Regions from separate parts of the Mus musculus genome. Here regions 2 and 3 are each linked to region 1. A link is a contact called in public Hi-C and HiChIP or PLAC-seq data. All regions are on one chromosome and are shown on one strand. The core of a region is the stretch at or near the end of the contact, and the rest is flanking DNA. Distances in the headings are between cores, read along the strand shown.

Region 1 (4,068 bases), core at 1,059-3,558:
ATCGTGAGGACCCAAGTTCAAATCCCCGGCACTCACACTTGAAAAAAGTAATTCAGATGTGGCAGTACCCAGTACCTTTTGTCCCTGGGAGTGGACAGAGCTGGTCGCCAGCCTGGCTCCAGCTTTGGTGGGGGACTGTGTCTTAAGGGAGTAAGGTAAGACACTTCTCCTCAGCCTTTCACACCGTGTGTACCCACACACGCATGCACATACAACAGATACACATTTATCACACACACACTCATCACAAAAACAACAGTTAAATGGCTATACCCTAGTATTTTTACACAATTCGACCAGTTGGAGCTCTAACTGAGTAATGGTACACAAATACCTGTTAGAGCTGTAACAACCACCTGACCCATTAAAAAAAAGGCCAAGATTCAAGCTGGGTGGTAGTGGTGGTGATGGGCACCTTTAATCACAGCACTTTGGGAGGCAGAGGCAGGCAGATCTCTGAGTTTAAAGCCAGCCAGGTTTACAAAGTGAGTTCAGGGCTACACAGAGAAACCCTGTGTTGGAAACCGAACGGCCAGGATTCAGGACTGGAGAGATGGCTTAGCAGTTAAGAGCAGGTTCTTACAGAGGGTTAGAGTTCATTTCTCAGGCAGCTTGCACCTGACTATGATTCTAGCTATAGGAGTATCTTAAACCTCTGGCCAGTTTGGGCACCTGCATACACACACACACACACACACACATACACACACACACACAAATTCTAAAGGCCAAGAGTCCCGTGTTTGGATTGGACCAGGACTTAACCTTGCTGTGTGCCACTTCGATTGCCAGCGGGTGATGGTGAAATGCATTCTAAGCTCCCAGTTCACATCCAACAGACATTCACCAGAAGTTTCTGAGCAAGGACTCTGAGAGGCCAGGGACAGCACAAGCCCTCATGGGCCAAACAGCCAATGGAGGTCTGTGCAGGCAGCTGTGAAATTCTGCCGTCGCGTTCAAGTGGTAATACTTGAGATACTCTTAACCCAGAAATTGAATGGAATGTTAATAATATCTCAAACCTTAATCTCTCAGTAACACGTCATTATGTTTCAGTATAATTAGATATTTCTTTGGACTCAGTATGTGTATCTAAATTTCTCTTTTAAAAAAAATGCTATTGGTGTGAGTGTGTGTGGGGTGTGTGCCTGTGTGCTTGTATGTTCATGTTTATGTGAGTACCCACAGAGGCCACAAGAGTGAGAGTTACAGGGGCTTGTGAGTCACCTGACATAGGTGCTAGGAACAGAACCCAAGCCCTCTGCAAAAAAGTAGGACTTGTTTTTTGGTCTTTTGAGACAGGGTTTCTCTGTGTAGCCCTGGCTGTCCTAGAACTTGTTTTGTAGACCAGGCTGGGTTCAAACTCCTAAGTGCTAGGATTAAAGGCCTGTATCACCAGTCCCGGCAGCAATTGCTCTTAACCACTGAGCCATCTCTCCAGAACCCCCCCCCTCCCCTAAAATGTTTATTTAGAATTCCATGGCCACTGAAACCCTCGGGTTGGCCCAAAAGAGAACTTTATTCCCGTTGGTGTTATGGGAAGCAGGAGGAGGCTTCTCACATTCCTAATATTTTTTTTTCATAGAACAAGCCTTGGTTTTTATTACGTTAAAAAAAGTCTCATATTAATTTTATTTTCTGACTCTATGCTTGTGCTTCAACGTTTCTACAATGATTTTTCCACTCCTCAGTAAGGGATACTATTACGGGGCTTTGAGTCAGCCTAGTTTTGTTAGAGTCTGTATTTTAGGAAAGCTTACCACGGTATGGCAAGTGAGAGCCTCCAAACACCGTCCCTGTAAGAGCAAAAATGATATTTCTAGTATTTCAGTCCTTGCTGCCCCCCCCCACCCCCGAAGTCAAAATTAAATTTAAAGGAATGATGCTTTTCTGAAATGTGTGTGGATGTCTCCAAATACGTTCACTCAGCCATTCATCCCCAGCAGTTATGTGGGTGTCTAACCTGGTATAGAGGCCGGGACTCAGAAATAAGTGATTCTCTGAAATAATACGCTCATAGTTCCCTCCCACACACTGATGGCTCCCAGGAGCCTTGGAGACCTGCCTTCATAGAGTACTGGCGGTTGTTGGGGGCAGATCCTCTCAAGGTTGCCGAGGGCAGCGCTTTGGCGTGGATGTATTTCACCCACGCGTGTCCGGGTCTGAATTCCAATTTTGGCCCGGGGCAGTGGGGTTGGACTGTGCTGGCCTAGAAAATCATTTCCTGCCGTCATCGTCACAGTATCCGTGGTTGTGCAAGTGCCCTCATCGGGAAGGAAGTGGCTGATGGGCTGTTTGTTTTGGCTGGGGGCTCGCAGATGGCCTCTGGGGAGAGGGCCGGGTGAGCTGGGCACAGATCTCAGGGCGCCCCGGGCAGGGACCTGAGCCAGGCCCTCGCGGGTGTGGTAGGCTCCTGGGATGGTCGGGGATGCGGGTCTGGGTCTTTAGTGAAGGAGCTGATCCTGAGAGTAGCAAAGAGAGTCTCTGCTTTTGTGGACTCTAGGTGGCTCTAGGCTTTGTCATGGAAGATGAAGCCTGGGAAGGGACAGGCTGAAAAGGCATTGGTGATGCTTGGTCATGAGAAGACAAAAGCCATCAGGGTGGGCCGAATGATCTCCAGCCTCCCCCCCTCCCCCCCGTTTTGTTTGTGTTTGCCTTTTAGAGGTGTTCGTTTGTGTGTTTGTTTGTTTGTTTGTTTTAATAAAATTGTGTGTGTGTGTGTGTGTGTGTGTGTGTGTGTACACGTGTGCCCGCGAGTGTATGCAGGTACCCTAGGAGATCAGAAGAGAGTATCTATCAGATCCTGTGGCTCTGGAGTTACAGGCTGCCTTACATGGTCACTGGCAAGTGAATTCTGATCCTATGGAAGAGCAATGAGTGCTCTTAACCACTGATCCAGCCTTTGTGTATGTTTTAGAACAGGGTCTTACTCTGTGGCCCCAGCTGGCCTCTTAAGTACCAGTCATCTTGCCTCAAGCCTGCTGAGTGCTGAGACTGCAGACATCTGCCACGACGCCTGGCTAAGATCCAGTCGTCCCAACAAGCCAGGGAGAGAGCCAGGGTGGTGAAGGTTTGTGTTCCCAGAAAACCCCAGGGTTCAAGCCCCACCAAGACCCTTTTCCTGGGCCAGGACTTCAGATCCACCGGAAAGCGCACAGATCTAGGCTTCCCACAGTCTCCAGCAAGGTCTCTTGCATTTAACAGGGAGACGAGAATCTCACGCCTACACTCATTCCCGTCAGGCATCGGATAACACACTTGTCAGCCCACATGTTAAACCAGAAGGAAGGACATGTCTGGAAAAGAAGGAGAGAGGAATCCATCCCGTGGCGACTGCACAGCAAAGGGCAGAGCAGCCTGTGCTGCGGGCAAAGGGTTAGGCAAAAGCACTTGAAGCAATGGGTGGCCCACAGTTTGGACAGGCAGGAACTGATAGCTGCTGAGCAGGAGGAAGGAGAGGAGAGAGGGAAACCCACCTCAGGTTTTTGGTAGGGTGAAGTGGGGTAGGACTGTGTGTCTCGAGGGGAGGGATGGCTCCACCCCCTTGCCCAGAGTCCCTGTGTCTACAACTATATGGGCACAGTCTAGCAGAGGGAATGTAGGGTGAACTGCTGGGTCTCCAGGGCTGACCCCTTAGCAAAGTGGAGCTGGCAGCTTCTGCTGACTCAAGGACATTTCCAGGCTTGACCTTAAGGCCAATTAAAAACAGCTGCTTCTCTTGGCTGGCAGCCCCTGAGCCAGGCTCTGGCTCTCCCTGGAATGACAGCCTCACCTCTCCCTCTATGTGACCTGGGGAGGGGACTAATAAGAGGGATGCTGAAGGACTGAAGGCCACACTGCAATCTTTAGGTCAGATCTCCCCCCCCCCCCACCCCCTAGAGTCACCAGCTCTCCAAGAGCTAAGCCAGATGGTGGCCGGGGCCCCAGTTTCAGATTCCAGTGTCTGGCCTTTGGGCCTGCGGTTCCCCAGCCTGGAACACCCTCCTGTCCTCGCCTCTGCTCCAGCGAGCCTTCAGGATTTCGTAGCACATGCCTTTCGTTCAACAGCGATTTCCTGAGTCTGCTGCT
Region 2 (4,068 bases), core at 568-3,067, 600 kb after region 1:
GAGATGACTCCTTATTCATCTATCTCTAGGGGAGTTAAGGTAGCAAGTCACATGCCGTTAGAACTGTACAGAAAGTCTTAAGTAGGTTGCTACAATAGAAAGCTACTTATAGGACAAACTCACCTCTGCAGCGAGGAGTAGTTCACGCTGTAGGAGAGTGCATACATGTGTCATCTCAGCAGCTCTCCTTACAATAACCAGCCTCTGTTTGCCTGCACTCGCAGATTGTTGATCTTTTACTGACCCATGGAGCTGATGTCAACATGGCAGACAAGCAGGGTCGTACTCCCCTGATGATGGCTGCTTCTGAAGGCCATCTAGGAACCGTGGACTTCCTACTAGCACAAGGTAAGCCCTGAAAGACGGTGAACAGAGCCTGTAAGAATCCACTTAACTCCAGGCTCGTTAAGAATGATAGTACTAATTGGGTTAACTAGAAAATGCAAAGCTGGGCTGGAGAGATGGCTCAGAGGTTAAGAGTACTGACTACTCTTCCAGAGGTCCTGAGTTCAAATCCCAGCAAACACATGGTGGCTCACAACCATCTGTGATGGGATCCGATGCCCTTTTCTGGTGTGTCTGGAGACAGCGACAATGTACTCACATACAATAAATCTTTTTTATAAAAAGAAAAAAAAAGAAAACGCAAAACCAGATGCTCCTGCTCTCTTTTTTATTTTTCTCCTCCAGTTTTTTTCTTTAAGATTTATTTATTTTATTTATGAGTACACTGTCGTCATCAGACACACCAAAAGAGGACACCAGATTCCATTACAGATGGTTGTGAGTCACCATGTGGGTGCTGGGAATTGAACTCAGGACCTCTGGAAGAGCAGTCAATGCTCTTGACCGCTGAGTGGTCTCTCCAGCCCCTCTCCTCCAGTTTTTTAAACTAAAACTCCAGGCTGGCCTTGAACTCACATTTGTTTCTTGCCTCAATCACCTAAGTATACCTGGTGTTCTCTTGCATGCTCTGTGTGTGTGTGTGTGTGTGTGTGTGTGTGTGATGCATGTGTGTGTGTTATATGTACATTTGAATGGGCATATGTTTTATCACTATGTAGACCAGGCTGACCTCAAACTTGAGGTGACCCTTCTATCTTAGCTTCTAGAGAGCAAAGTTTACATGTATACCTTACCACCCCAGCCTGCCCACTTACACACTGGGGAGTTCTAACTCTGACACTCTCTTTTTCTTTATAGCCTGAGGGATTATTATGAAATCAATACATTCTGAACTCTTTATTTCAAGTCCAGACTTCAATGTTTTTTTGATGTATACCCAGTAAATATCCATCTATTTTAGAGGCTGATTTGCTGTTGCTGCTGCTACTGTTGATGGGGGTGGGAGTAGGGTTGGGGGTGGTATGGTGTCTTACTATGTAGGCTGGCCTGGAACTCTCTCTATAGACCAGGCTGGCTGCAAACTCACACAGATCCACCTGCCTCTGCCTCCTAAGTGTTGGGATCAAAGGTGTGCACCAACATACCAAGTAAAGCTGCATATCAGTTTGTCAGCCTGCACAGCTAACATGTTTTTTCTCTAACCCAAAGGAGGTAAAGGGAAGTTAAGACACTTGCTAGCAATGAGACCCTCTTTAGAGAATTAGGATATTGCTATTAAGCTATCATAATAAATTCCCTGTGGTGCTTTCCAACATACTCACACCCTTGGTAAGTGGGAAACTGCATTTTCTCTACAGGTGCACATGGTAAATTATTTCAGCCTCTTGCTGATTGCCCTAAGCTCAGCCACCTATGCAATAGTGGCATCATAGACTGCCATAGAGAAAAGGCTCGTCACTAGTAGCACTGCAGCACCACCTAGTGGAGTCTTGGATTTGGATCAAGAAGTAGGTAGAAAGGCGATTGAAACTATGACATCATTCCAGTTAGCCTTCGCTGTTAATAAACCAACCTTAAATATATATAATTATCTATACACAGATGCACTTTCCTTTAAGGGATCCAGCCTTCTGAAGAACTGTGCCCAGACCTGAACAGCCAAAGTTGAATAGGAAGACTGGCTTCTCTTAAGAGACTTGCTGTGTCTTTAGCTCTATCTTTTCAAGAAAGATTTGTTTCCACAACCTGAGACTCAAAGGTGGCTAGAATCAAAAATTGTGCTTGCAGGGTACAGTGTAGCTCTTGCTTCCATGGTACAAGTTGCCAAACAAGTCTGACTTCATAGGGAACAGACCTAGGTTCTTAAGACGTGGCACAAAGCCACAAACTGTGTCCAATAGAAGAGGCAGGGCCTCTTCAGCACTGATGACCTTAGATGACTACTGTGTTTGCTGCATGACAGCAGACATTCATTAGGCATAGATGACAGAGGTTTGTTCTTCCTTACCCATGGTCTTTGAACCTTTTGTATTTTCTATTTAGGTTTTCTTAGTTTTGTTTTGTTTTTCACTTAAGTGAGTTTTCACTAAGTAAGTTTACATTATTTGTAGAATATTGTAGAATAGGAACTCTCAAGCAATTTTATTTTTTTTTAAGTAATCTATAATTTAGAGGCTGGTAGTACAGTTTAGCTGGCTGAGTGCTTGCCTAGCATAGCAAATTGATTCAAAAAAATTGAGTCAAAATTCAAAAGGCTCCAAGTTCAGTCCCAGTACCACAAAAACTGAACTGGCACACACTTATAACCACAGCATTCAACAGATGGAGATGTGACTCAGACAGGCCTTGAACTCACTGTGTAGCCCAAGCTACCCTCAAACTCCTGCTTACTCCTGCCTATTTTCGGGATTACTGATATATGTCACCATGGCCAGCCAGAGCCAATCTTAAAATGAAAAAAAAAAAAAAATCTAGAAGTAAAAGCTATTCTTCAATAGTATGTATACCTTAAATATCAGCATTCCTTTCGGCTACAAACTTTAGTGTCCTCAGTCCTGTTAAAACAGAACTCTCACTCTTTTTTTCAGGTGCCTCCATTGCCCTGATGGACAAAGAAGGACTAACAGCCCTTAGCTGGGCTTGTCTGAAGGGCCATCTCTCAGTAGTACGCTCTCTGGTGGATAACGGGGCTGCTACAGACCATGCAGACAAGAATGGCCGTACCCCACTGGACCTAGCAGCTTTCTACGGTGATGCTGAGGTGGTAAGTACCTTTAAACAGGCCTCAGGAGAGAAAGGATAGGGGTGCTATCCACCAAGAATGCTATCTAGGATCAAATGCGAAATACTGTTTTGATAGTTCTAACTTAGACTCTTCAGAGGACGAGAATATACAAAACATTATTCAAAAGCAAGAATATCACTGTGACTTGAAATCAGAGAGAGAGAGAGATACTGGTTCAGACAAGCAGTTTGAAAGGGGCAAGCTGTATCCATTGTACCTGTTAAGTGTTCTGCTTGTTCCTTTCCTAGGTCCAGTTCCTGGTAGATCATGGGGCCATGATTGAGCATGTTGACTACAGTGGAATGCGTCCTTTGGATAGGGCAGTGGGTTGCCGGAACACGTCTGTTGTAGTAACTCTACTGAAAAAAGGAGCCAAAATAGGTAAGAGAAAGAGAGATGATATTGACCATCTGTGCCCAGGGGCCAGTGGTCTGGCTTTCCTGGGTTTTTTGGAGTGAATGTATCTAGTTCTCCCTCTGCCCTGGTCCAATTACTGCCCAAGTGAACAAAAGGCTACTGGCCCAGAGAGAGTACATCTGAGCCATAGTCATGAAACCCTGTATCCAGAGTCACATGACTCTCTGCCCTGCCCTTTGTAGCTTGAGCCAGGAGGCTGCGCTGAGCTTATGCACATCTTCGCGCTGCCTGTGCACTGGCCCCACCCTTTGAGCATCCTGGTTCCCTGCAGCACCATAAGCCTTTGCTTTCCTTTGCTCTCCGTGCTTCACTCTCCAGCCCCTGCCGCTGCTCTCCCAGCTGCTCCCCCACCCACACACTGTAGACAGGGTTGCTGATGTGCTGGCTTTTGCTGCCTGCCTCTCACTGCTGCTTTTCCTTCTTTTTTTGTTTTTTTTTTTTCTTTTTTTTTTTTTTCACCTTCATCCATTTTTTTTTCCTTTCCTACAACTTTTTGTTTTCTCCTTTCTTTGAAGGTTGTC
Region 3 (4,068 bases), core at 1,040-3,539, 520 kb after region 1:
ATGGAGGCAGGAAGATCAGTTTAGAGTCATCCTTATCTACATAGTAATTAATATATAATTCCCTTTTTTAAAAAAGAACTTAAAACTGTGACTAATTATTGGAGAAGCAGGAAAAAATCCTAGATAAGTCACAAGTTTTTGTCTTAGAAGAGAGAATACATAATGATACTTTACTACCTGTGTAAACAAATGATAATCAAGAAACTCACTTCTCAAGGAAGTAAAATAGTCTTAGTGAAATTTTCTAAGTTTGTGATTTCTGTTAACTATCCAAGTAGATGACTTATTTTTCCCCAGGTAGTGGATGTTGAACCTAGAGCCTCTTGTGTGCTAGCTACAGCCCTGAACCCCTTTTTATCTTAAGGTAGGGTCTCATTAAGTTGTCAGCCAGCATTAAACTCACCAGCCCAGGAAAGCCTTGAAGTAGTAATCCTCCTGGCTTAGCCTCCCACAGTAGCTGGAACAACAGGCCTATACCACCAGGCACAGCTACACGGATAATGGTCATGAGTTGTTGGAAATGTTGCATTTAGGATTGAGGTCTAGAATAGAAATTTAAGCCTGAGAGCCATCATCACTTAAAAAGCTGTGACAGACTTTAATCTGTCTCACTGAGATGTGGGGGCAGTAATATATAAACCAAGGATTCTAGTACTTTAGTGGCGGTCATAAAGAAAAACCCATCCCGTCAAGAGTTAGGGATTGGTTTAACAATGTGATATCATAACATTGTGAAATCATAAACAATGTGAAGCATAAAAATAGAAAATAAATCACTTAACAAAAAGATATCAGTGACATTACCAAAATAATTTCAGCCCAGTAATATGGGTAGAAGCCAGGCTCTGAGTTATTACTGTGAAAGAAGATTGATAAGTGGTTCTTTGAAAAAGTTGGGTAGTCAAAGAAAGAAGAGAGATAGGACAGAAACCTCAAAGAGAAGGCGGCCTGAAAAGAGCCAGTATGTTCTCAGTATCCTTTTTGGGTTTTTTTGATGAAATGTCTGTGGGAGACAGATGATTAAGTGGATTCACTAAATATCTGTTTTAGCTCATGATATGGGAAGTGATTGCAGTTAGGCAAGTCCTAAACAACTACACTTACTCTTCACAGTGGTACAGTTTACCTTACATGAAGATGAGAAGCTGACAAATTGCTAACATAAGTAACTAGGCCACAGATAGCAAGTAACAGAGACAGATCCAAACTGAGGCACCTCGGGCCTGAGTCTACCATTTTACCCAGTCTCCTAGGTTTTCCTGTTTGTCCAAAAGCTGTTTCTGCTTCTATTTTTTTTAACAGAATTTGTCTAGTATAAACATTTTTCAGAACATTGTCTTTACACTATTTTTATAGGACCTCATTCAAATTGTTTCACATATTCAAAGACTTATTTCCTGTCCATTATTCTTTTGCTGAGGACCCAGAATAAGCAGGCTTGACTCTTGTCAGTTAATCAGCCCATGTGGAAACTCAGTAGACCAGTGATCCCCTGCCTTGATTAAATACTTCACTCTTCTTTTTTTTTAAAGCTTTCTTTCATGTACTGTATGTGTATGCATATGTGTGTGTGTGCACAAAAGTCAGAGGAAACCTGCTGGAGTCATTTCCTTCCACCACAATGGTCCTAGAGATCAAATTCAAATCACCAGATTTGGTGACAACTGTCATTACCTGCTGAGCCATCTCTCCCCAAGCCCTAAATATTTCTTAAGAATAAATAAACCAGAACCCGTGTGCCATTGAATATACACACCCACAAGCATATGCTGCACACGAGTCTGTGGGCGCATGTGCGTGCACACACACTCATCATCATCATCATCATATAATAAAGTTTTAAGAACTGTTTTTTCAAGAAAAATAACTAAACTGCATGTTGGCATACTCAGCCCCACAATTCCTGTCCTTGGGAGGCTGGTGAAGGAGGATTGCAAGATCCATGTCATGCCTGAACTATCTAGAAAGACTCTGTCTAAGCAAATAAGCCTTCTGGGTATGTGTGCGTTAGTAATATTTTCAAGTTTTGTTTGAAACATAGATGTTTTCTCTCTTGCTTTGTGTAAAGAATTATATGCATAGAAAGAATTCTAAGGATGAACCAGAAATTATCTTTTACTCTGAGGAACAGAGGTACTTCCAAGCTAGATTTTGTGTTCCTTCTGGAAGGATACAAGCTAGCCCAGTTGTCATTTTATTTGTACCAGACCCTGTCTACATGATGTACATCCTTTCTTCTGCCAGGCCATAAGTGACTTTGTTTCAACTGACTCATGGTATTTTCCATGAATAAGTATGCTTCAGTCAAAAACCATTTAGAGCATTCATGTCCCAACTTTCCATTCTGCCTCCTCTCCCCTTTAGCTGTTTCTATTTACATTTGAATGAGCAGGTTTGTTAACTTTAATAAATCTTGGGCTTATTTGATTTTCCTTTGTTTTTTGGGTTTTTTTTTTAAGGTTTATCCTTGCCTTTAAAAAAACGAGATTTTTTTTCTATAACCTAAATATATAATTGTAACTAGTGATGAGCTTATAAGAGAATAACCCTAGAAATAGTTCATGTGTTACCACAAGCATAATTTACATTGAAAAGATGCACACACTGAATGAGTCTGAAGTGGTATGCAGGAAGGTTATATTTATTGATTGGTTTTCTGTATGTCTGTGTGTGCATATAGGTTTGTGCATGTACCCTAGCACGTGCCTATAAATGTCAGCACAACTTGTGGGAGTCAGTTTTCTACTTCTGCCAGGAGGGTCCTGGGTATTGAATTCTGACCAGCCTTGGTGGCAAGTACCTTATCCACTGAGCTTTCCCACAAGCTCAAGAGAGTGGTTCTCATATCTCTTGAAAAAGTTTCTTTCCAAAACTCATCTTACTTGAATCCTGTGTTAGAATGTTTTCTCTGTATATTATTTTGTTTAAAATTTTTTCAGATATACAAAGAGTTGGAAAAAATAATAAGTGCTTCTTGATTTTTTTCATGTGTCTTCTCATGTATCCACATCATTCTTACCCTGTCTTTCTATGAGCATTTCCACGCAAATTATGGTTAGTATAGTTTACTAGAATATTTTTAAAAGGGTGGGTGTGGTGGTCTTCTTACTTCCCTGGGAGCGCTGCCTGGTACCCATACACTGCCACTGAATAGGACTAAGTCACCTTCTCCTTCAGGAGAAGTTGCAGTAGTAACTTCTCAATGGAATATTTTGGTGGTTTCTACCATGGGAAAGCTCTTTGAAACTAGCTGATATCCAAAATAAACAGTCATTTACGAATGATCTGACAGAGAATATTATTTCCCTGCCCCCACAGTCCTATCCTAAATTTATGATTGGGTACATTAAAAATAAGGCTTTCTTTTAACGTCAGTCTGACAAAAGTCCTAGGTACTGAGATACAGAAACTGTTTCTTGGCTCTTCTTGGTGCCTGCAGTTGTTTTACCATATGGCACTGCTCTAATTTTGTCTGTGTTCTTCTCTTGAGACTTTTGTGAATAGATTACATTTTTAGAAAAAGTTTAAAATAACTTTTTAAAATGTCAAAGCCTTCTCAGTAGGATAAGGTGCCATGCAACATTGTGTCCACGAGAGGCCTTGTCTTTGTTTGGCTCTGTATCCAGTGCTGACCTAGAACTCTCTGTAGCCTAGGCTGACCTCAAACATGAACTGATCCTCCTGCCTCTGCCTCCCAAATTCTGAGATTACATGGATGTGCCATCTGCCCAGTGCCAGAAGCTATCTTAATAGAATTATTCTCTAAAATGGAAATACGTTGAATCACTGCTTACTCCATATTCCATATTATAAATTAGCTTTAATCAAATTCAGGAAAGCCTCCTTTGAAACAAAATCTAGAGTAATCTTAGACCCAAAGAGATAATTCAGTTTAAAAAGGAGTTTAGCCTCTCAGTAACTATTCTCACTGGAAATGCAGTCTCTGGCCAGACTTGTGTTCTTCCTCCCACAGGCAGCGTAGCCACACCAGGCCCTCTCGTGAGCACTGAGGGTCTGAACGCTGGTCCGTGCCTGGACAGCACACACTTTCCCAATAGAGCCATCTCC

What was found. A called contact is a pair of places that touch in the nucleus more often than the background predicts. HiChIP or PLAC-seq counts read pairs in DNA pulled down with a chosen protein or histone mark.
Region 2: a contact with region 1 is called in a Hi-C map of bone marrow-derived macrophages, with 14 read pairs. The contact joins two enhancer-like sites. A contact is called at or near these places in 1 of 15 datasets of contacts at CTCF or cohesin (embryonic stem cells), 1 of 484 Hi-C or Micro-C datasets (bone marrow-derived macrophages), 9 of 115 datasets of contacts at active chromatin or transcription factors (the NIH/3T3 cell line, bone marrow-derived macrophages, cardiomyocytes and 6 more) and 2 of 9 other capture datasets (liver and pancreatic islet).
Region 3: an H3K27ac HiChIP or PLAC-seq map of the NIH/3T3 cell line shows a contact between it and region 1, with 7 times the contacts expected there. The contact joins two enhancer-like sites. A contact is called at or near these places in 1 of 484 Hi-C or Micro-C datasets (bone marrow-derived macrophages), 1 of 115 datasets of contacts at active chromatin or transcription factors (the NIH/3T3 cell line) and 1 of 9 other capture datasets (embryonic stem cells).

What each region holds. Positions count from the first base shown.
Region 1 is chr11:105,309,488-105,313,555 of GRCm38.p6, forward strand. The region is part of intron 1 of Mrc2 (mannose receptor, C type 2); the gene reads left to right. Among named protein-coding and RNA genes, the nearest start is that of Mrc2, 19 kb to the left of the region's middle. Within about 2 kb of position 2,309, at least 119 of the 459 cell types and tissues checked have an H3K27ac peak or open chromatin away from gene starts, as enhancers often do. A contact at or near this core is called in the NIH/3T3 cell line and bone marrow-derived macrophages, where this site is marked.
Region 2 is chr11:105,909,979-105,914,046 of GRCm38.p6, forward strand. It overlaps Tanc2 (tetratricopeptide repeat, ankyrin repeat and coiled-coil containing 2), which reads left to right. Exons shown (of 26, transcript NM_181071.3): 20 at 225-348; 21 at 2,934-3,109; 22 at 3,379-3,511. Among named protein-coding and RNA genes, the nearest start is that of Cyb561, 32 kb to the right of the region's middle. Within about 2 kb of position 1,818, at least 12 of the 459 cell types and tissues checked have an H3K27ac peak or open chromatin away from gene starts, as enhancers often do. A contact at or near this core is called in bone marrow-derived macrophages, where this site is marked.
Region 3 is chr11:105,824,857-105,828,924 of GRCm38.p6, forward strand. The region is part of intron 8 of Tanc2 (tetratricopeptide repeat, ankyrin repeat and coiled-coil containing 2); the gene reads left to right. Among named protein-coding and RNA genes, the nearest start is that of Cyb561, 120 kb to the right of the region's middle. Within about 2 kb of position 2,290, at least 7 of the 459 cell types and tissues checked have an H3K27ac peak or open chromatin away from gene starts, as enhancers often do. A contact at or near this core is called in the NIH/3T3 cell line, where this site is marked.